Linked DNA regions of Mus musculus: regions 1, 2, 3, 4, 6 and 7 are each linked to region 5. The links are chromatin contacts, called in public ChIA-PET, Hi-C and HiChIP or PLAC-seq maps. All regions are on one chromosome and are shown on one strand. Each heading gives the region's core, a stretch centred on a gene start, on an enhancer-like site or on the middle of the called end of the contact. The rest is flanking DNA. Distances are from core to core; before and after follow the strand shown. Region 1 overlaps Atg5 (autophagy related 5). Region 2 has its middle 6.8 kb from the start of Gm35028. Region 3 holds the start of D030045P18Rik (RIKEN cDNA D030045P18 gene). Region 4 has its middle 21 kb from the start of Mir1929. Region 5 holds the start of Prep (prolyl endopeptidase). Region 6 overlaps Atg5 (autophagy related 5). Region 7 overlaps Atg5 (autophagy related 5).

What was found. A called contact is a pair of places that touch in the nucleus more often than the background predicts. ChIA-PET counts read pairs in DNA pulled down with a chosen protein or histone mark. HiChIP or PLAC-seq counts read pairs in DNA pulled down with a chosen protein or histone mark.
Region 1: a contact with region 5 is called in an H3K4me3 HiChIP or PLAC-seq map of bone marrow-derived macrophages, with 5 times the contacts expected there. The contact joins the enhancer-like site here to the promoter of Prep in region 5. A contact is called at or near these places in 1 of 15 datasets of contacts at CTCF or cohesin (large pre-B cells), 7 of 484 Hi-C or Micro-C datasets (B cells, CD8 T cells, bone marrow-derived macrophages and 3 more), 16 of 115 datasets of contacts at active chromatin or transcription factors (the 230-238 cell line, the SCID.adh cell line, bone marrow-derived macrophages and 10 more) and 2 of 9 other capture datasets (adipose tissue and embryonic stem cells).
Region 2: an H3K4me3 HiChIP or PLAC-seq map of bone marrow-derived macrophages shows a contact between it and region 5, with 5 times the contacts expected there. The contact joins the enhancer-like site here to the promoter of Prep in region 5. A contact is called at or near these places in 1 of 484 Hi-C or Micro-C datasets (bone marrow-derived macrophages), 13 of 115 datasets of contacts at active chromatin or transcription factors (bone marrow-derived macrophages, effector CD8 T cells, embryonic forebrain and 6 more) and 1 of 9 other capture datasets (embryonic stem cells).
Region 3: an H3K4me3 HiChIP or PLAC-seq map of embryonic limb bud shows a contact between it and region 5, with 4 times the contacts expected there. The contact joins the promoter of D030045P18Rik here to the promoter of Prep in region 5. A contact is called at or near these places in 3 of 484 Hi-C or Micro-C datasets (the C2C12 cell line and embryonic stem cells), 4 of 115 datasets of contacts at active chromatin or transcription factors (embryonic limb bud, large pre-B cells, pro-B cells and 1 more) and 1 of 9 other capture datasets (embryonic stem cells).
Region 4: an H3K4me3 HiChIP or PLAC-seq map of bone marrow-derived macrophages shows a contact between it and region 5, with 5 times the contacts expected there. The contact joins the enhancer-like site here to the promoter of Prep in region 5. A contact is called at or near these places in 1 of 39 promoter capture datasets (embryonic stem cells), 1 of 484 Hi-C or Micro-C datasets (bone marrow-derived macrophages) and 15 of 115 datasets of contacts at active chromatin or transcription factors (SST interneurons, bone marrow-derived macrophages, craniofacial prominence and 7 more).
Region 6: a contact with region 5 is called in a Hi-C map of bone marrow-derived macrophages, with 15 read pairs. The contact joins the enhancer-like site here to the promoter of Prep in region 5. A contact is called at or near these places in 1 of 15 datasets of contacts at CTCF or cohesin (large pre-B cells), 3 of 484 Hi-C or Micro-C datasets (CD8 T cells, bone marrow-derived macrophages and pre-pro-B cells), 14 of 115 datasets of contacts at active chromatin or transcription factors (the SCID.adh cell line, bone marrow-derived macrophages, craniofacial prominence and 10 more) and 2 of 9 other capture datasets (embryonic stem cells and liver).
Region 7: an RNA polymerase II ChIA-PET map of memory CD8 T cells shows a contact between it and region 5, with 7 times the contacts expected there. The contact joins the enhancer-like site here to the promoter of Prep in region 5. A contact is called at or near these places in 17 of 39 promoter capture datasets (the 3T3-L1 cell line, 3T3-L1-derived adipocytes, the C10 cell line and 12 more), 1 of 15 datasets of contacts at CTCF or cohesin (large pre-B cells), 6 of 484 Hi-C or Micro-C datasets (bone marrow-derived macrophages, common lymphoid progenitors, female germline stem cells and 3 more), 20 of 115 datasets of contacts at active chromatin or transcription factors (the 230-238 cell line, the NIH/3T3 cell line, SST interneurons and 14 more) and 3 of 9 other capture datasets (adipose tissue, embryonic stem cells and liver).

The regions. Positions count from the first base shown.
Region 1 is chr10:44,324,470-44,327,169 of GRCm38.p6, forward strand. The region is part of intron 6 of Atg5 (autophagy related 5); the gene reads left to right. Among named protein-coding and RNA genes, the nearest start is that of Mir1929, 34 kb to the right of the region's middle. Within about 2 kb of position 1,427, at least 41 of the 459 cell types and tissues checked have an H3K27ac peak or open chromatin away from gene starts, as enhancers often do. A contact at or near this core is called in the SCID.adh cell line and bone marrow-derived macrophages, where this site is marked.
Region 2 is chr10:44,433,399-44,436,189 of GRCm38.p6, forward strand. No RefSeq gene overlaps it. Among named protein-coding and RNA genes, the nearest start is that of Gm35028, 6.8 kb to the left of the region's middle. Within about 2 kb of position 1,488, at least 38 of the 459 cell types and tissues checked have an H3K27ac peak or open chromatin away from gene starts, as enhancers often do. A contact at or near this core is called in bone marrow-derived macrophages and embryonic stem cells, where this site is marked.
Region 3 is chr10:45,806,269-45,808,968 of GRCm38.p6, forward strand. D030045P18Rik (RIKEN cDNA D030045P18 gene) reads left to right here and starts at 1,436. Exons shown (of 3, transcript NR_040624.1): 1 at 1,436-1,688.
Region 4 is chr10:44,379,676-44,382,394 of GRCm38.p6, forward strand. No RefSeq gene overlaps it. Among named protein-coding and RNA genes, the nearest start is that of Mir1929, 21 kb to the left of the region's middle. Within about 2 kb of position 1,281, at least 189 of the 459 cell types and tissues checked have an H3K27ac peak or open chromatin away from gene starts, as enhancers often do. A contact at or near this core is called in SST interneurons, bone marrow-derived macrophages, craniofacial prominence and 1 more, where this site is marked.
Region 5 is chr10:45,065,767-45,068,479 of GRCm38.p6, forward strand. Prep (prolyl endopeptidase) reads left to right here and starts at 1,450. Exons shown (of 15, transcript NM_011156.3): 1 at 1,450-1,609. The coding sequence starts at 1,565. It also overlaps 2310075K07Rik.
Region 6 is chr10:44,340,691-44,343,390 of GRCm38.p6, forward strand. The region is part of intron 6 of Atg5 (autophagy related 5); the gene reads left to right. Among named protein-coding and RNA genes, the nearest start is that of Mir1929, 18 kb to the right of the region's middle. Within about 2 kb of position 1,356, at least 23 of the 459 cell types and tissues checked have an H3K27ac peak or open chromatin away from gene starts, as enhancers often do. A contact at or near this core is called in CD8 T cells and bone marrow-derived macrophages, where this site is marked.
Region 7 is chr10:44,281,644-44,284,343 of GRCm38.p6, forward strand. The region is part of intron 1 of Atg5 (autophagy related 5); the gene reads left to right. Among named protein-coding and RNA genes, the nearest start is that of Atg5, 15 kb to the left of the region's middle. Within about 2 kb of position 1,343, at least 7 of the 459 cell types and tissues checked have an H3K27ac peak or open chromatin away from gene starts, as enhancers often do. A contact at or near this core is called in liver and memory CD8 T cells, where this site is marked.

The DNA of each region.
Region 1 (2,700 bases), core at 177-2,676, 740 kb before region 5:
GTTTCTATCTCTTATTTAATATTCTAGTTTACTCTTACTTTTGCTAAGAACTTATTTTTCTCTCTCTCTGTGTGTGTGTGTGTGTGTGTGTGTGTGTGTGTTTGTGTTTGTGTTTGCTTGCATGTGTGTGTGCCATGTGCATGCCTGGTGCTGTGTGAGGACAGAAAGGGCTTTGGGCTGTCTGGAGCTGGAATTATGAGCAGTTGCAAGTCACCACATAGGTGCTGGCAAGGGAACCCTGGTCCTCTGCAAGAGCAGACCAGCTCTCCAGCCCTACAAGTTCTTTTTATTTAATTTTAGCTTTCAATTTTCAGTTAGCTGTGACTCGGCTTATGTTTTCTTTTGCTTGGTGGAGTGAGGTGGTCTCATGTAGCCTAGGCTAGCCTTGTCCTGCGTAGTTCAGGCTGCCCCTAAACTCTTTTTAAGAACTGTAATCACAGGTATGAGCCACCATGCTTAGCTCTATCTCTTTATCTTCATAATCTCTATTGTTTCCTTAAATACATTTTCCTACTTCTTTAATTATTTTCACATTTTTAAAAATTTCATTGTATTAAAAAATAGTTCTGTAAAAGTCCCTATCTAGCTTGCTCAAGTCCAGTGTGTGTGATTTTACAGTTGTCAGCCTATTTCCTTATTTCCTTGCTTGGGTTATAATTTGTATGGTCATCTGACAATTTCAAAAGATTCTTTAAATGCCTAGAATAGTACATCTCTCTGTTCTCTCTCGTGTGTGTGTGTGTGTGTGTGTGTGTGTGTGTCCACGCGCGTATGTGCTTGCTTGTGTTGCATGACTAAAGTATGCAAACAACCAGTGTATAAGCTGGCTTTCCTTTTTATATGAAGATAAAGTCACCACAGACATGAGTGCAGTTCTGTTCCGTGTCTGTTTCTTCTAGATTACCATTGATGTGTTGGGGCCTTTATACCAGTTCAGTTTCTTATTTCTAGATTTTCCTATTCAATTTTTTTGACTAACTTGTTTGCTATTGCTGTTGTCTTCTAGTAGCTATGAAGTTTTAAAACTTTTTTTCACTGAGTAAGCTTGATGTCTGACCAGATAAATCCTAGGACAGACAAATGACAGTTTTCTGAGAAAGAACTCAGCCCCATTCTGGCCCTTCCTCTAGTGACAATGCTGCCATGATCCCAGGCCGAGGACGCACATGGCCCACTGGGAAGCTTTGGCCTGAGGTGGAATCTCAGAAAGCTAAAGTGGGATGACGTCTCTGGAAACAGATGTTCCCTGAGCTGTTGCAAGAGCAAGTTAATTTTAAGAAACACTGGTTAGTGTTTTAGTTTTCTTCTCTTGTGTGAAGAACCCTGACAGAAGCGTCGTTTGGGAAGGAGGAAGGCTTCTGACTCGCAGTCTAGGGTTCAGTGCTTCATGGTGGGAAAGTGAAGGCAGCTGATTGCATCACATCCACAGTCAGGAATAGAGCCGTGAGCTCCTGCTGCTGCTCCTACCTCAGTTAGAGCAATGAACCCAAACCCCACAGGCATGCCCAGAGGCCAGTCTCCATGGTGACGGCCCATTCTAACCACAGCAGTGTTCTCCTTGCTTGGTGGAGAGGTCATGTGATAGGCCGACACTCCATTACTGAAGAAGGCATCTCTACTACCTCTAAGGCTTGATGAATGGATTTTGTAGAAATTTGGAGAAAACGATAAAGATGAAGTGTTTCCTAGAGTTTTTTTTGTTCTTGTTTGACTGGAGTGAGGAGTTATTTTAAGACAGTGTCTGACTGTAACCCTGACCAGCCCATAAGTTGCTGTGTGTTGGCATTGAGCTCTGTCTCTGGAATTGAAGGTGTACATGCCTGGCTGCTATCTCTGTTAATGATTTCTAAAGTGCAAAACGTTCCACTGAGTACTCGACCTTAAGGATAAGAGTCGGGCTGGAGAGGTGGCTCAGCAGTTAAGAGCACTGGCTGCTCTTCCAGAGGTCCTGAGTTCAATTCCCAGCAACCACATGGTGGCTCACAACCATCTGTAATGGGATCTGATGCTGTCTTCTGGTGTGTCTGAAGACAGTGACAGTGTACCCACATACATGAAGTAAATAACTAAATCTTTAAAAAAAAAAAAAAAAGGAAAAGGAAAAGAATAAGAGTCTGTCATGTTAGATGCCCAGGGATTGCCTTCTCTACCAACCTGCAGCTTATAGCTAATGCCCCTACCCTGGACAGTCTGAAAGAATAACCCTGTAGCATGGAGCATGGCCGTGGTTAAAATAGAGAGGCTTCAAGCCATGCAGGACTGGGATCTCAGGCTTGGAAAGCAAGTTTCAGGACAGAGCAGGCCAGCTGTTCCCAAGCTGTGGTTCACAATCCTATGGGGGGGGGGGGGGTCACATATCAGATAGCCTGCATATCAGATATTTATATTACTATTCATAACAGTAGCAAAATTACAGTTATGAACTAGCAATGAAATGATTAAATAGTTAGGGGTCACCACAACATGAGGAACTATACTAAAGGGTTGCAGCATTAGGAAGGTTGGGAAACACTTGGGCACTTATGTCTCATTTCTGGATCTTCTTCATCTAAAAAACTCTGATTGTAGTATTTTGTTACTGTGGAGATGAAATGCGCCTGCTTCACTGTAATGTCTCAGAATGCTTGGTGTGGAAAAGAGGTACAGATGCTATCTAATCAGCTGTGCACTGGGCAAGTTGAGTTACCTTAGATCATACTA
Region 2 (2,791 bases), core at 238-2,737, 630 kb before region 5:
GACCTAAGACTAGTGCTCTTTATTATGAGTACACAGTGTGTCCCCTGTGAGTAGGGACTTACATTCAGTTTCTTCCTTGAATGTATTCCTAGACTATGGGCCCGAGACATGTGGAAGAAAGTTAGGTGACCTTGCTATTAATCTTCAGGTTAGGTTATTGATAGTAGGTTATGTGTTACTGGATGACAAAGGTTTACATAGAAGTTGCTGATGTTCCATACTTCCTTAACCTGTATGGGTGGGAACTTGAACTCAGGGTCACTGTGCTGATACTGATGGGAGAGGGGAGGGCAGAGGCCACCCTTCTTCCTGAGTACCTCCTGCACTGGTTGGGGGTTCTCTAACAGGGCCAGGGGAACTCTTTGTTTCATTGCTGTTCATGATTCCTGGGAACTGCAAGGTGGGACACTCTTTGTTTCTTCCTTTCTTCCTTTCTTCCTTTCTTTGTTTCTTCATTTCTTTGTTTGTTTCCTTCTCTTCCTTCCTTCCTTCCTTCCTTCCTTCCTTCCTTCCTTCCTTCCTTCCTTCCTTCCTTCCTTCCTTCCTTTCTTCTCCTCCCTCCCTCCCTGCCTCCCTCCTTCCCCCCTCTCTCTTTCTTTCTTTCTTTCTTTCTTTCTTTCTTTCTTTCTTTCTTTCTTTCTTTCTTTCTTTCTTTCTTTCTTCCTTTCCACAGAATCATGGACTCTTCCTCAGAGTTAGGCAGGCTTTTCTAGTTTGTTAGGTCATACATACTTTGTTTCTAAAGAGTCTCAGGAGGTTAAGGAAACTAAAGTTCTCCACCAAAGTCTTGAACATGTCTTGGTTTAGGTCCTCGGCTGCACATAAAATTGACAGATGCTTGGACTGTTGGCATAGAGGGGCTTGCTGGGATATCTTGGGATGAGCTTGTGTTTTTAAGTGGGGTGACTCTTCCTTAATTCCTACAAGTCGGAAAACTCTGTCCCTGCCTGAGGAGAACCCCAGTGTCTTATAAACCTCAGAGATAGTTAGTCTCAGTCTAAATCAATGGTTCTCAGCCTTCCTAATGCTGCAACATTTTAATGAAGTTCCTCATGTTGTAGTGACCCCCAACCATACAATTATTTTGTTGCTACTTCATAGCTCTAATTTTGTTGTTATGAGTTGTAATGTATCTGATGCGCGACCTCCAGGATGGGGTCACTGGTTTAAACTCTTCTGCTGTGATCTTATTTGTTCCCCACCCATAGTGGAGAGCAGCTGGTTTCCTTTGTCCACAGGTGAGTTTTCCTGATGCCCAAAGATGGGGCGTTTTCCTATCATTTCACGAAAACACATTTTGTAAGCACACTGAAGAATCTCTTACCAAAATTACCCGATGGTGCTTATCTGCCACTTCCTCTTTCTTTCTCGATAGGGCAGAGGAAAAACTCAAAGATGACTATGTCACACTTGTGCTGAATAACACCTTCTATCTTAAACACAGAGAGAGGGAAATGTGTACAGGGCCAATCCTGACTCAGCACTTGGCAAGCCTGGAAGGAGCCAACTAGGAGAAGGTTCGTTAAGTTTATAGTATTCTGAGAAGCTGGGCCACAGCAGAGAAGATTTGCATAAATCTGGTTAAAAATAACCTTCTGGAATCTTGCTGCAGTTTTCGTCTGAATCACACCGATTAGGGCTGTATTGAAATTAAAATCACTTCTCGCTTATTTAAGCTGTCAGCACTACTTTGAACACTTGGACTTTGGGGTCTTTGAGGTCTTGAAAAGGGATGTGGTGGGAGGCTTCTCCATGGTCTCAGAAACTCAGGATCATCACACAGCTGGAAGTGGATTTTAAGAGGTAGCTAATTCCAAGAATGGTCTAGCTGAAGGCAATGAAATCAATGTATTATGGGAAAAGTGCTCCACCTTTGCGGACTGGCTCATGGAGCGCCTTGAAACCTTCCTCTCATTGAGCATCTTTTAGCTGCCCCTCTGCCCTCCTCTCTGGACAACCTCCCTGGAGGCCTGGTTTTGTTAGAAAGCCTTCTCCATGTGCATCCTATTGTTTTTCCTCCCTCTGACCTGGCCCTTTCTCATTATCTTTTTTTTTTTTTATTCTTTTTCCTTTTGGGGGGAAAGGGGGAGACAGGCTCTCACTATATAACCCTGATTTGCTTGGAATTCCTTATGTAGAGCAGGATGGCCCTGAACTAAAAGAGATATGCCTGCCTCTGCTTAAAAGTATGTGCTACCACACTTGGTACACACACACACACACACACACACACACACACACACACAGAGAGAGAGAGAGAGAGAGAGAGAGAGAGAGAATAACATCATTTACATCAGTTTATGAGAACAAAATTATTTCATTTCCCCCAATGAAAGGCCATCAAGAATTGTGCTCATAAACTTCTATGATGCACCACGTATAGTCTCTATATTGTAATATGATAGGGAATATTTCTGTATAGCTTTTATGTAATTAAGGAAATTTAAAAAAGAATTAGTGACTTCTTGAGACTTGCTTTGCCCACTGAGGACTATGTAAATCTAACAGTCCAAACTCTGGCAGAGGCGCTTAGGCTCCTGGTGGGTGTTACTGTCCCACTCAACTCTATGCATAGTTGTTCCTGAGATGGGCAACTCTAAAGAAAACAAGACCTCATCTACCAAAGAATGATGATTTATGTTAGCAATTGTTACACCCTAGATATTAAGGAGGTTTTAAATATATATATTACCACAATGGTTCTGTAGAACTCGGGCATCTAATCAGCACCACTTGGCACATTAGGATAATAGGGTTCTGCTTTTCTTAACTGCACAGTTATATGTTGGCA
Region 3 (2,700 bases), core at 186-2,685, 740 kb after region 5:
GTAATCTTGTGTATGTGAGTGTTACAAGAAAAACAAGTATTAATAAGAAATGTATAGAGGGGTTTTCCCATTCTCTGTTTTGTCCGTACCTGGGGTTCCTCCCAGTTGGGGAATTGGCCATGACACATACTGAAGAAGCCATATTGGTTTGATGTGTAAGAATGAACCTGAAACTACCCAGGAAAAAAGGCAAGTGAGCACTCTAGCCAGTGATCTGGGAATATGGTAGAGCCAGAATGAGTGTAGATGCTGCTGTGCCAACTAGTAGGTGTTGGGGTGAGGAGGAAGTCAGGGAATTTGTAGAAAGATGTAATTTATATGTCAGCCACTCCCAAGCTGCTCTCCTTTATGTAAATCACCAATCCCCAGCAAGTGCTTGGCTTTTCTGCCAACTTTTTATTTATCTGTTTGTTTATTTGGTGTTGGGAGTTGACTCCAGAGCCTTGTGCATGCTGAGCACATGGTCTGCCACTTAGCCACACTTGTCATCTCTTGCCAGAGGCTTCTCAGCCAGGTGTTTGAACCTGAGCTCTGGGCTGACACCAGAGTTGCTTGCTTCAGGCGCTGTTGATCTTCTCTCAGGACGTGACTTTGCAGTGCTTTTGGAGCCGAGGTTTGATGGGCAAGACCTCCCTAGCCTTGGCTCTCTGCTTCTGGACCTTATTTACCGGCCTCTCTGACCTTGCAGAAGTCAAACATCTGTCGTTCCTAATTTCTTTCTCTGGTCAGTCTCCCTGGCCTTTCCCGTGCCTTGGATGTTCCGCTCTGGAGAGCATTCTGTACATATTGATGAGCAGTATGTGGGAATTTGAGGGCAAAGTCAATGGAGCCTGTGTATCTGCACATAAAAGCTTACATCCTGGTACCACTTACTTGCCAGCAACCCAAGCCCGGTTCTGATTAATAACAGCTATGATTGTAACCAGATTCGCAGCATGTGGCCCAGAGGAAACAAAGACTGTGAAGCCAATTTCCACACAGGCTTCGAGACTGTCAGCGTGAAGCACTGACTGGGGGCTTCTGTGCGGTTTCAATTAGAGTTCTCTCTTTTCTATGCCCTCTTTCCTCTCCCCAGAGATTAAATACCAGTTTCAGCTTTGCTCTCTCCGTGTTATTGGGCTCTTGGGTGCTGCCTGCGTTTATCCCACCGTGTGCAGTGAGAGTTGAGGGTCTTTATTGTTATTTCCCCCCCTCTGTTGAGGTTTGGATAATGATTAACAGTTGGTCAGACAGGTCGTTCAAGGGGCACAGTTTGCTTCAATTCTACTACAGACCCGCATGTGGCCTGGCTTCTCAGTCCAAGCAATGTCCCTCGCTGGAGAAACGGACTCTGCCTGAGGATTTCTGTCTTGAACTGATAAGGTTGTGGGAGGACACAATGGGATTTCTTCTTAGGCTCCCAGCATCCAACAGTGCAGCATCCATGCGGACTTCCGTTGTCCTGCCAGAATTCCAGGAAACTAGGCAGAATGGAAAGTTCCAGGGCCTCCATGTGCCCCTCCCACAAGTACCCTGTGGACTAACACTGTATGCCTCTGCTCCGGCATACACGAAGGTGTAATTAAGTCTCTGGTGATTACTATTGAGAATGAATAGCACCGGAAGTGCAAAATAAAGCCGTATTCCTTGGTCTGAGGGAGAAGCAAGGATCAGTGTCAGCATTTTTTCCTCCCACAATGGTGAAACAGGTATGTCAGAGTTACCTTTTTTTTCCCCTTCTATGTGAATTTTGCGTGAGCAGAAAGACTTTCCAATATAAAGTCATTTACTAAACTGAGAGGAAAATTCTTAGATAGATGTCTATGTTTTGCCTGGTGGCTGACATGCAAGGATTATTTTGACAGAAAGTAAATAGCAAGGCAGTATGAGAGACTTGAGAAGAAAAAAAAATGGTTCAGCTCATGTGTTATTTAGTGAACAGGCCCAATCAATTTAACTTCCACTGCCAGAGGAGGGAGTTATGTGGCTGTATTGGGCAAGGCTCACAAATTATAATCAAGAAGTAAATAATATTGAAACCTTACAAATTGAATTTTTATTAAGAAATTCATCTCTGGTTACCTCAGGGTTTATAAAATTTTTTAGTACTTGTGGAAGAAGGCAGTATATCTCAATGTACAATACCAGATTGATTGGGGTGAGTAATTTTAACTTTTTAGGGTCAGAAATATACCTCACCTTTTAAAACAGGCTTAATGGGAAGGAAGCTGACAAATGTGCTATAAAAGACAGTCTATGCCTTCTTACATTGCCTTTTATCCACATTACCACTCCTGCTGTGGGTCCCATGTACTTTACAAATTGGGATTAATGGCTTTTTTTTTTGCATGAGAGTTTCAAGGTCACAATTTCATAAATCGTGCAAATAAACAAATCCTCTCTATCATCGACTCTGTGTACTTAACATTTTTATATTTATTACTTTCTGCATTTATAAGATACTGGAACTGCTATTAATAATTTGTATTTCCTGTACAGGCATATAGCTTAGCTCGAAAATGTGAGTGGAAACTTTAACACCACATTTTTCAAGGATGACCAAGTGGAGATGTTTTCTGTTCATGCACGGCTCATTGCCATAGTTTCTTCAGTTAAAGCAGAAATAACAGCAACTGACCTTTGAGAGTATTATATGAAAGGCATTTTGCATGTAGATTGTTATTTCAGAAAGCTATATATATCAATATATTATTGATAGCA
Region 4 (2,719 bases), core at 31-2,530, 690 kb before region 5:
CTCAAGCTGTCCTCTGAAGTCTGTGTCTGTCCGACCTGACAGATGAGGCTAAGCCTGGCCCTCTTGCAAGCTGGCCTGTGCCAGAGTTGTCTAGGCAATGTTTGTTGCTTTTTAATGATAAGTATAACTTCTGGGGAGTGCTAATTTTAAAAACTTTTTAAAGGTCAATGCCATACTTCTGTTGAGCCAGCTCACCTGGAGATTGGCTTTAGTGATGGGATTCTCTGCTTTGGCTCTGCTATGCTGTTCTCAAGCCCACACACTGGACCTTCTTGGTCCAGTTGTCCATGTTTCCATAGTTGACCAAATTGTTTACCCTAATTCCCCCACAGTTAAGAAAATTCTGTGACATTGTCAAGAAAGCCATTGTCCATTTAAAAGGTCATTCATCTTTTTAAAGGTCTCGTTCATCTCATTCATCTTTTTCTCTCATTCATCTTCCATTGGTATTTTCTGCCTGTGTTCACTGTCTGCGCAACAGCGTGGCTGTTCAGCGCTCTCCATATGGACCTTTGATCCCTCCCAGATTGCAGATTTCTGGAGACCAAAGCCAGAGAGCTTGGTACCACTCCTGAGGTGAAGGGCAGAACGGGCGCAGCCTGTCTGAGGACTCTCGAGAGGGTTCTGCCAAGCACATGGCTCTCTACTTTTCTCCTCTGTTATTTCCAGAAAGTCTCACAAACTCCTTCCATCTCAATTCGGGCCTTCTTCAACAAGCAGAGACAGATTTAAGGTGAGGGACTTCTCCGGCTGGCCCTGCAGCCGGGGTCTGAAAGTGACGTGTCAGGCAGGGGTTGGGGCGTGGTTGGCCTCCACCCTCGGCTGGAAAAGGACATTTTTTTTTTTCAAGGAGAAGGTCTTGTCTCTGTGTCTACCTCATCGCAATCCTCTTTGTCTGGTTTCTTCCTCCTACCCAGTCTCCTTTGCCTGCCTTCCCCTTTCCCTGACTGACTTCCAGGCTACCCCTCCCCCAGCCTGTCTTCGTGCCTTCCTCCTTACACTCGCCTGATCCTCTGTGCGTCTGGTCGGTTTCTGTTCCCTCTTGTTCTTTTTCTTTCACTTTCCGCCGCCCACCCGTCATTTTTAACAGTGTCATCATGACTTACAGTGTGGGAACATGGAACTCAGCGTCTCCCACATTACACAGCCATCTCCGGATTCCATGTGACCAGCACTCTTGCCCTTCGCTATGAGGGCAGAATTGATGCCCCACCACTTCCCAGCTGCCAAGGCCCAACTCTCTCTGAGTCTCTGCTTCCTGCTCACTGCAGAGGAGGGCAAGGCTAGAGCGGGAGGATGGGGCAGCTGCTCGTACAACTGCGAGCGGAGGTTTCTAGTACTGACATATATGACTATCTTCATAATCGACAGAGCTCAGCTGAAACATCCAAGTCAAACGAATAGCAGGGTCTCAGTCATACACAGAAAGCACTCTTCCCTTTTTCTTCCCTCAGCCCCACACATGCAGGCTTGTGCAATCAGTTCTTATATAAAGATCTGCTTGAAGTCAGGCCTGGGGTTTCTCGGAGGCATTATACCCCCCTTTCAAAGGTCAGGGTTCACTCAGAGCAGCTAGAGTAACCTGGATGTTAAGAGTTGGGAGGGGAGGCACCTCGAGGTTTCCGGGAATAGGACCTTCTTAGACTCTGTTTCACAATGCAAAGAATGGTTTGTATGTCTCACATGCAAACCAGATTTGTTGATCTGAGTGGCAATGTCCCTTTGCAACTGTGACCAAGGATGGAAATTAAGCCTGTCTCTGTCTCAGAGGCTGGGCTTCTGCCAAGCACTCCGTTTACTGCTGGTTTGCTACCTTAACCCTTGGCAGCAGCCCGGGGCTCTGCTTGCAGCCAGCACCCAGCCAACACAGTGAAAGTGATCTTTGCATTGAGCTGTCTGCCTACAGGTCTCTACAGGCATCTCCTGCCCTGGCCTGTCTGCAGAGCCAGAGAGGCTGGCTGACAGGAAAGTGAGCCAAGGCTCCTGGCAACGTTCCAAGTCCCAGAAAGGAACTGCACCTAATCCAGCATCCTCTTCCTTTTTTTTTTTTTTTTTTTTTTTTTTCAGGTGCAAGTGGTTAAAATTCACAGTCATGGTTCCACTGAGTGGAGAAGCTTCACTCCCAACACAGCAGGGCCGGTCCGGCGCTGGGGCCCAGTTAAAGGTGATTAAGCTGTTTAGAACAGAACGGATGCTCAAAAAAGGGGCCTCCAGCCACGTTCCTCTCTGTTCTGCTGTAGGATGCTGGACACAAAGGCCCTCGGCAGCTGCCACCCCTCAGTCTCGAACTTGCCTAGAACCCTGAGCAGAGACATAGTCGGTTCACTATCCGGTACCGACCGGTTCTGGTATTCTGTGACAGTGGTAAGCGAAACGAAGCCACCTCCCATGGGCGCACCCTCCCACGACACCTGCAAGAGAGCAGCCACAAAGCATGAGGCTGCTGGTCCGTAAAGACCTCGAAGTGGCCTCAGAGGCCCAGTTCGGGTACTGAGAAAGTATTGATGTTTATGGACTATGCAAAGATGGTCTGAAGAAAAGGGAAAATACAGCAGAGATCTTCCTACATAGGAATGCAGTTTCAAAACACAATTTGAAAAGAACTATTTCTAGGGGCTGAAGAGGTGGCTCAGCAGTTAAGAACACTGGGAGCAACTCCAGAAGACCCAGGTTCAATTCTCAGTGCCCACATGGCAGCTCACAACTGTTTATAACTCCA
Region 5 (2,713 bases), core at 200-2,699:
GGCCTAGCCCTCTAGGAAGTACCATCCATGAGCAGGTAGACTTGGGCTGTAGAACAAATGAGTTATGTTGACCTGTAAGCAAAAACAAATCCTTTCCTCCCTGTGTTTGTTTTCTTAGTCAGAGTTTTTTTTTTTTTTTTTAATCACAGCAACAGGGACAATGATAATAATGATAATAATAATAATGAGCTGCTGCTACACTTGTCAGTCTTTCTAGCATAAGTAGTCAAACTCAAGTTTCTCTTGCTAAAAAGGATGCCCTTGTAAACTACAAACAAACTGCATCTCTATGTGCCTTCTGAGGGGGAAGACGTCGGACAGGTAGAAATGAAATGTTAGCCTTCAGGGACTGAATCCTGGCTCTCTTTTCTTCTCCACCCCTACTATTTGTGAAACTGAGCAAAACAAAGTTCCAGTTTATCTCAACTGTAAAACTGGGACAATAACAGTTTTCAAATCAACATTTAAGGAGGCATCAACGCTTATCTGGGGATTCTCTGAGTCAAGTGTCCTTGGGATTATCTTTATGACGCACTGCACACAGAGATGGCAGGAGCTAGACCTCCTGGCAGCCCCTGGCGACTGGGTTCAGTAGTGCTAGCCTGCAACATGAGCCTTAATAGTTAGAAACCAACAGTGAGAATTCTCTTATAATGCAGACTTTTACTGATGGCCCTATCTTTCCCATGGCAAGTAGGAAGGCAAGGACACATTATACACATTGAAAATTGGGGCTACAATGCCTCTTCTGGGTGGTCTACAAAGGAGGCCCATGGATAGAGAAGTGTAGTCAGTCAGTCTTCATGATGGGTTTGAGATCAGGCAGGAGGTATCTTGTCTCTTTACAACTCAGGAACAGTGTTGCTCAAAATACAAAACCCGAAGCAGAAGGGAGGAGCCATAGGGTCAGACAAGGACCCTAGGTTACCATAAGTTCTCTCACCTCGCTCCCCATCAGTCAGTAAATCTCCAACAAGGGATCATCCATTGTCTTGGCAACACCTCTGAAGAACCTCTTCAGCCTGGAGGCCGAGCAGTCCGTGTCCATCAAGGGTTAAGGGAGGAAGCTGTACTTCCTTCACGATCACCTTGAAGCATTTCTTCTTCCATATACAGAGTGGCTGGTGGCAGGCAGGCGGACGGGCGGGTTGGGGAAAGCCGGCCTAGGTCAGGGAAGAGGCAAAGTTTTCCTTCCTGGGCGCGAAGGAGGGGAGGCGGCGTAGCGCGGGGCTGCGGGAGGCCGGTCGCCGAGCGGCGTGGCGCGGCGTCGCCAGCGTGCTCCTCCGTGCGCCCGGGCGCGGCTGGTGCTCCTGCAGAGGGAGCTGTGCGCCCGTTCCGGCGCCCGCGCGGCGACTCCGCTCCCTCTTGTCGCCGCTTGGGCCCGCCCGCCGGGGAGGGGCTCCCGGCCTTGCCGACAGCGTCTTCCTGCTTGGCGCACTGCCCCACCGTGAGTCCGCCCGTGCACGCCGGCTGTCCGCTCGCCCGCTCGCACGCCGCCCTCCGCCGCAGTCCGCGCCCAGCCTCGCCCGCACTTCCCCCCTTCAGCCCGCGCCCGGATCCGGCCATGCTGTCCTTCCAGTACCCCGACGTGTACCGCGACGAGACCTCCGTGAGTACCCCGCTCTCACCGCGCCCCCCGACCCGCGCCTCCCGCAGCTCGGTTCCCGCAGCCCCCGCTCGCCCCGCGCCGCTCCCCGGCCTTTGTTTGCGGAGCCGCCCGGGTCGCGGGGCTCCTCCCAGCCTGAACCTAGCGGGCGGCCTCGGCCCACGTGTCCACGCCCGTGGTCAACGCCGCTCGGCCCCAAGGACAGACCCCCCGGGCAGGCATGGGCATCTGGGGCCAGTGGGCAGCCAGAACGTACCCCTGTGCTTCTAAGAGGAGAAGCAGTCTGGCTTAAATATGGTGGTAGCACCAAGTGTATGCTGGTGTGTGTGCGTGGGAAAAATGATGTAAGATTTGAAAACAAAAGCAAACTTTGAGAACTTGGAATTTGCAAGTCCTTAGAGTTGAAGCTCATTCATTGCGCTTTAAGGCTGTGCTGTCCCGAATCGGGTGCCTGACGTTGGCTGCTGGGATGCAAATAAGGGAGGCAGTGTTGGGGAAGGAGCAGTGGGCCCACAGTGTGCTGGGGCCAGTCAGGTTCGCTTAAGAAAGGAAGTTAAGACGGGGTGGCCTTTTGCAAGGAAAGTTTTCCCCGCTGGGAGTTAACTGTTTACCTAAGCTGCAGGTGAACTGCAGGTAACTTGAGACCCAGGTAGTGAAATTCAGAAGTGTGTGTGTGTGTGTGTGTGTGTGTGTGTGTGTGTGTAAAAAGTAGTTTGGGACTTAAGTGGATTGAATCCAAACATTAGGACCCCAATTCCTGTAGTCACAACCTGGTTTCTCAGGTTACTTAAAATAGAATCAAAGTAAAAATATTTTTGTATAATACCATTCTATTTTTTTTCCTGTTTACTTTGATCTGGTTCATGACAGAAAATGTACTCTGAACTCAGCACATCACACATGGAGGTAAAGTCTCAGTGTTAAAGACCTTCTCCTTTTCAAGTGAACGTCCAAGTATCTGTGCTGCATTAATGGGTGACCCCTGGGAACCATGTTCTCAGTTGGTTTAACTGCTTGCTCATTGAATTCATCTTCAAGGGGACTGGTTAACTCCCAGACAACCTGAATGCTGTTGTTGGTGGCCCTCACTACCTGGGTGACATTGGG
Region 6 (2,700 bases), core at 106-2,605, 730 kb before region 5:
TTTCAATGAGACAAAACACACTTTAAGCCAGATGTGAGGATGTATTTGGATGTATGTGTGTCATTTAATCATAGTCTCAATTAAGACTCTGCTGCTTTGGAGATTAAGTGTTCCTGGCTGTAATAATGACAGCTTCAAATCTAATTATTATTTCTTGATGTCGTCGGGAATATTGAGAGGGGCCTGCAGAGTATTTTAGCCAGCCCACTCACATTTCCCTCCATAAGGGATGAAAGGCTTGGGCCCCCGCTCACCTCCCCTAGAGACTTGACTGTAAAGTCCTCAGCATTGTTTAAACCTCTCTGTTATTTTTATTGAATACATCTTGTAATTGTGTGTATTCTTAAGCTAATTTAAATATGAACCTGGTTCTGAAAAGCATGTGATGCACAATTTGACATGCATGAGTTTATCTGCAGTCACGTGTGCTGTGACAGTTTGAAGCCTACATTAGGTTACTGTTGGTAAAGCCTGACAGTGCGCCTGTGTAACACGCTTTCTTTGACTGTGTGCCATGAGCACTTACTTGAATTAATAAAGTATCAAAGGAAGTTGAAGGAGACTGTTAATTACTTTTGATTCTCTCTGTAATTGTTTCTGTAACAACTACTGTTCCCTTTTATTTAATAGTGCTTTAAAAGTTAGGAGTGAAAAGAGTTAGCCTTTGTTACCACATACTGCATTGTTCAGTCTACATTTTAGGAATTATCTATCTTATTATTATGTCATAATAATTAATCATAGGTAACATTTCCCAGCTTATCAGATTGAGGAGAGGACTCCAGTGTTGGATTTCTCTTAGAGACAGTGCTTTGTGTTAGGAGTTGGGATTGCAGTCACACTTGCCTGTTCTGCTGTGCCCTGTACACTGGCCCTTAGCTGGGGTTTGCTATCCACTAATTTCTAACAAGTGCTGTTACTCCAGGTTCCCATGAATGCTGAAGTGTGATTATCTCTTTCTTCATTAAAGAATAATTCAAGCTCTGTTATGAGTTTGAAGCTTGAGGCCATCTGGATTTCTCCTTGGTTTTCATCGTCTTTTGAAATGGAGTTTTCAAAGTTTACATTGGATGTGCTGTGCAATTAACTGCTTTAACTTTATACCTGCTAGGGTGTCTCTCACTCTTAGAACTTTACCTTATGTAACTTGTTAGGGTTTGGGGGGTTTTTTGTTTGTTTTTAGTGGGGTTTTTTTTCCTCTATTTTTGTTCTTGTTGGTGAGTTTGTGGGTTTGGTTTGCTTGCATCTAGTGGCCCAGCCCTGCTCATGGTAGGCAAGTGCTTTTATCACTGAGCTGTGTATGACCCAAGCCCTGAGTGAAGCTTTGTGTTCTGGCTTCCTGGTATTTCCTCACAACACCCAGTTTGCGGTTCTGCTCTCGTTTACTACGGTATTACAGTCACTTGCGTGCTATCCATCTATCCATGAGTTAGCATGAGGATGCCCTTCTAAGTACAGGACAAGTCTTTACTGAGCAGTCCTGATACAGGACACTTGGGATCGTAGTTGAGCTAAGCTCCTACTTGAACATTTCTCCCTGTTCTTCACTCACACTTTTGTTGCAAATGCTCTTTTAAGCTATTTTTTAAAAAGAGGAAACATCACTGCCCTCTGCAGTTCTCCTTATGCCAATCATTATGATGTCCCTACCATTATGAATGGAATGGAAGTAGCTATGGTTTACTATAGAGTCTTTCATTGGCATAGGAAAAAACTCATTGCTAGCAAGGAGATCTGGTGACCTAGCAATTGTCGAGGTTTTTAATTTGGGAAAGTATAATTTGTGAAGAATTGAGTTTTATTATTTTTGAAGATTTTTAATTTAAAACATAGTTATTCTAATGTCTGAGTGATGTTACACCTTCAGGAGACTACTGCTAGGAAATTCTGCCCAGCCTTTAATAAGTCAGCCCCTGTCATCATTAGGTTATGCCTAAGCAGTCTTAAGTAGAAGTCTCTCTAAAACACTGTTCTTTCTTTCCTTTGAAGTAAAGCGGTTTCTAAGTTTTGTTGTCCTGAGCATTATTGTTGTACGACAGAATTTTTCCTGGGAAGACACAACACACAGGTATATTCACTCCAGATAGGGATTTATAGCAGAGTGAAGTATAGACACCACCAAAGTCCAAGTTTATGAACCAGTAGGTTTATTGGGGTTTCTTACAGAAGTGTGGCTGAGGGGCTACTCACTGGAGCAGAAATGGCTCAAAGACAGCTACATCACCAATGCCTTCCCAGCATGAATGGCAGGTCACAAAAGCTAGGAACCTGGGACACCCTGTACAGCCTGCAGACAGCTCAACTGATTGCAGAGTGTCCTTTCCAAGTTCTTCAGTTGGTCTAAACCCCTTTCAGGTAGCTGGTCTGGTCTCAGAGTCATCTTTGCCCCTCAGCTTGTCTGATTGTCTTTGTAGCTCAGCTTCCCTTCAATGGGACTCTTAGCTTTTATTCTTTACAGTGGCAAGAGAGGCCTAGTGAATCTGGTCAGTTTCAGGGACTTCCTGAAGCTATTTTGAATTGTCTTTCTTCCTGCTTGAGCGTCTCTGCAGGGTAGAGTGTTTTGCCCTTATCTGTACACAGCCATGTGTGTTTGTAATGTAGTCACTTTTGGAGAAGTTAGGTCATTGTGTCCATAATTCTATAAGAATGATAACCACCAGCTAGTTCTTTATCACATCAGAGTCTATACTCTTTGACAAT
Region 7 (2,700 bases), core at 93-2,592, 780 kb before region 5:
TCTTCTTCTAAGATTGTGTGACCTTGCTTAATAATATATATTCTAAGTCCATCCATCTTCCTGCAAAATTTGTGATTTCATTTTTCTTTAGAGCTGAACAGTATTCCATATATATATATATATATTATATATGTATACATATATAATTTTATATATACACCAATTTTCCTTGTCCATTTGTCTGTTGATGGGATTGAGGTTGATTTCAGTTCCTTTCTCTCGTGAATAAAGCAATAATAAAGATGAGGGTGAAAACACTTCTATGCTAGGGTATACTCAGAACTGAAATAGGAGATCACATGATAATTCTATTCAAAAGTTTTTTGAGAAATCGTCAAACTGAGTTTCATGACAGCTGCAGTGTTTTGTGGCCCACTAATCGTGGTTGAGGTTCCTTTCCCTGCACATCCTCTCCAACATTTGTTGTCACGTTTATTGATGACCGATAGCCATTGGTGAGACGCTCTGAGAGTAGTTTTAGTCTGCATTCCCTGGAGAGATGGCTCAGTGGTGAAGAGCACTGGCTGCTGTTCCAGAGGTCCTGAGTTCAGTTCCCAGCAACCACATGGTGACTCACAACCATCTGAAATGGGATCTGATGCTCTCTTCTGGTGTGTCTGAAGATAGCTACAGTGTACTTAAATTCATTAAATAAATAAATCTGAAAAAAAAAAACCCACATTGTTTTTTTTAAAGTTATTGGCCATTGTGTTTCTTTTTTTTTTTTTAACAGTGAATATTCAAGTTTATTTACCCACTTGCTAATTGGCAGTGTTATTTCTTTGGTGTTTCATTTCTGCAGTTCTTTGTAAGTTTGGATATTGACTGAGTGTAGCTGGTAGCCCCCATTCTGTGGGCTGTCTGTGGCTACAGCGTTCTTTGCTGTACAGACTTCTCACTTCCCTGTGGCCCCACCTGCTGATACTTGAGGTTGGCTCCTGTGTTGTTATGTTCTGTTCAGAAAGTTCTTCCTATCCCAGTAGTTTAAAAGGTGTTTTCTTTCAAGTTGTAGTGTTTCAAGTTTTAAATTAAGGTCCTTAGTCTGTTTTGTATTGATTTTTATACAAGGTGAAAGGTAAGACTAATTTCATTCTGCTGCAGGTACAGCCAGGAGGGCCAGCACTGTTTGCTGGAGAGGCTGTCCGTTTTCCAGTATGTTTTTGCCTACTTTGTCAAAAATTCAGTGGATACATAGCTTTGTCATTTTATTTCTGGATCTTCTTTTCTATTGCTCTTCCTGTGTGTTTTTATTCCTGCACCAGGCTGTCTTTATGACTATACCCTGTAGTATAACTTGAGATTCCTATGTGTGGGTGGGGTATGTTTGTGCTTGTGTGCACATCTGCCATGCAGCCACGTGGAGATCAGGACAGCCAGTTTTTCTCTTCCCATCATGTAGCTCTCAGTAGTCTAAGTCAAGTCATTAGACTGCGCAGCAAGTGCCTTTCCCCACCAAGACATCTCTCCAGCCCATAACCACATAAATTTATTCATTTTACTTATTTTAAATTTATCTTACTTTGATTTTTAATGTGTATTTGTTTCAGTGTGTATCTGTGTGAATTTATGATATGTTTGTGGGTGCCCAAAGAAGCCAGAACTGGGAATTGGATATTCTGGAACTGGAATTACAGGTGCTTCTGCGGAATCCTAGCTGGGTGCTAGAGAGACCTCAGGCCTTCTGAAGCTCAGCGGGCATTCTGAACTGCTGATCCATCTCTCCAGCCTGGACATTTATTCTAAAGATCAGCTGCTAACCTAGTCAGGAAGTAATGAGGGCTTCCTGTTTTCAGCAAGTTAATTTGAGTGATTTGTACATTCAGAAATTTTTCTTTTGAGTGTAGAATTTAAGCATGCTTGAATTTGAAGTCTCACTGTGGTACTGAATGAAATTTACATATGTATATCACTAGCTTAGAATACTTGTATATATTTAATAAAAGTCAAGGCACTGCTAAGTACCAGGGTCCTTATTCTAAGTTGACTAGTGGCCAGTAGTTTGACATAAGGCAGGTCTTTTCCCACCTAAGGCAGTTTGCTTATGTGTGGATGGCCAACAGCTGACTGATCTTTAACTATGGATTAACTGATGCCAATCCCAAAGGGTTTGTCCTGGGTGGGGAGAAAGGATAAAAGCAAGCTCCTTGATGTACCTCGGTGTTAATAATTGATGTCCTGCTGGAGAGATGGCTCAGCCATTGGAATACTTTTGGCTTTTGCAACAAGTTCAGTTCCTAGCATCTGCATGGTGGCTCAGAACCTTTTGTAACTCCAGTTCAGGGGGATCTGACACCCTGTTCTGGATCTTCAGGGCATCAGAAATGCATGTGTTGCCCACACATACATGTAGACAAAACATTCATAAACATAAAATAATAACTCTAAAAAGAATTTTAAATTGATATCCACCTAGGCCCATAATTTTGGAGGGCACCATGCAATTATTTAGGATTTTTCTTATACATTATACTAAATTATGAATTAACTGCCCAACACTGTCTTGGTTGTATATTGACCCTTAATACTCAGGTAGAACCTCCTTGGGTTGCCCTGTGCATTATCAGCAGTGTGTGTTTCATCATGTACACAGGTGACATGGAGTATGAGCATGATAGCCTGGGCTATCCCAGAGCTCATGCACATTGTCCTTCCCTGATCCTGAGACTTTCCTCATGTGCAGAGCGAGCTAGCAGCGCTACC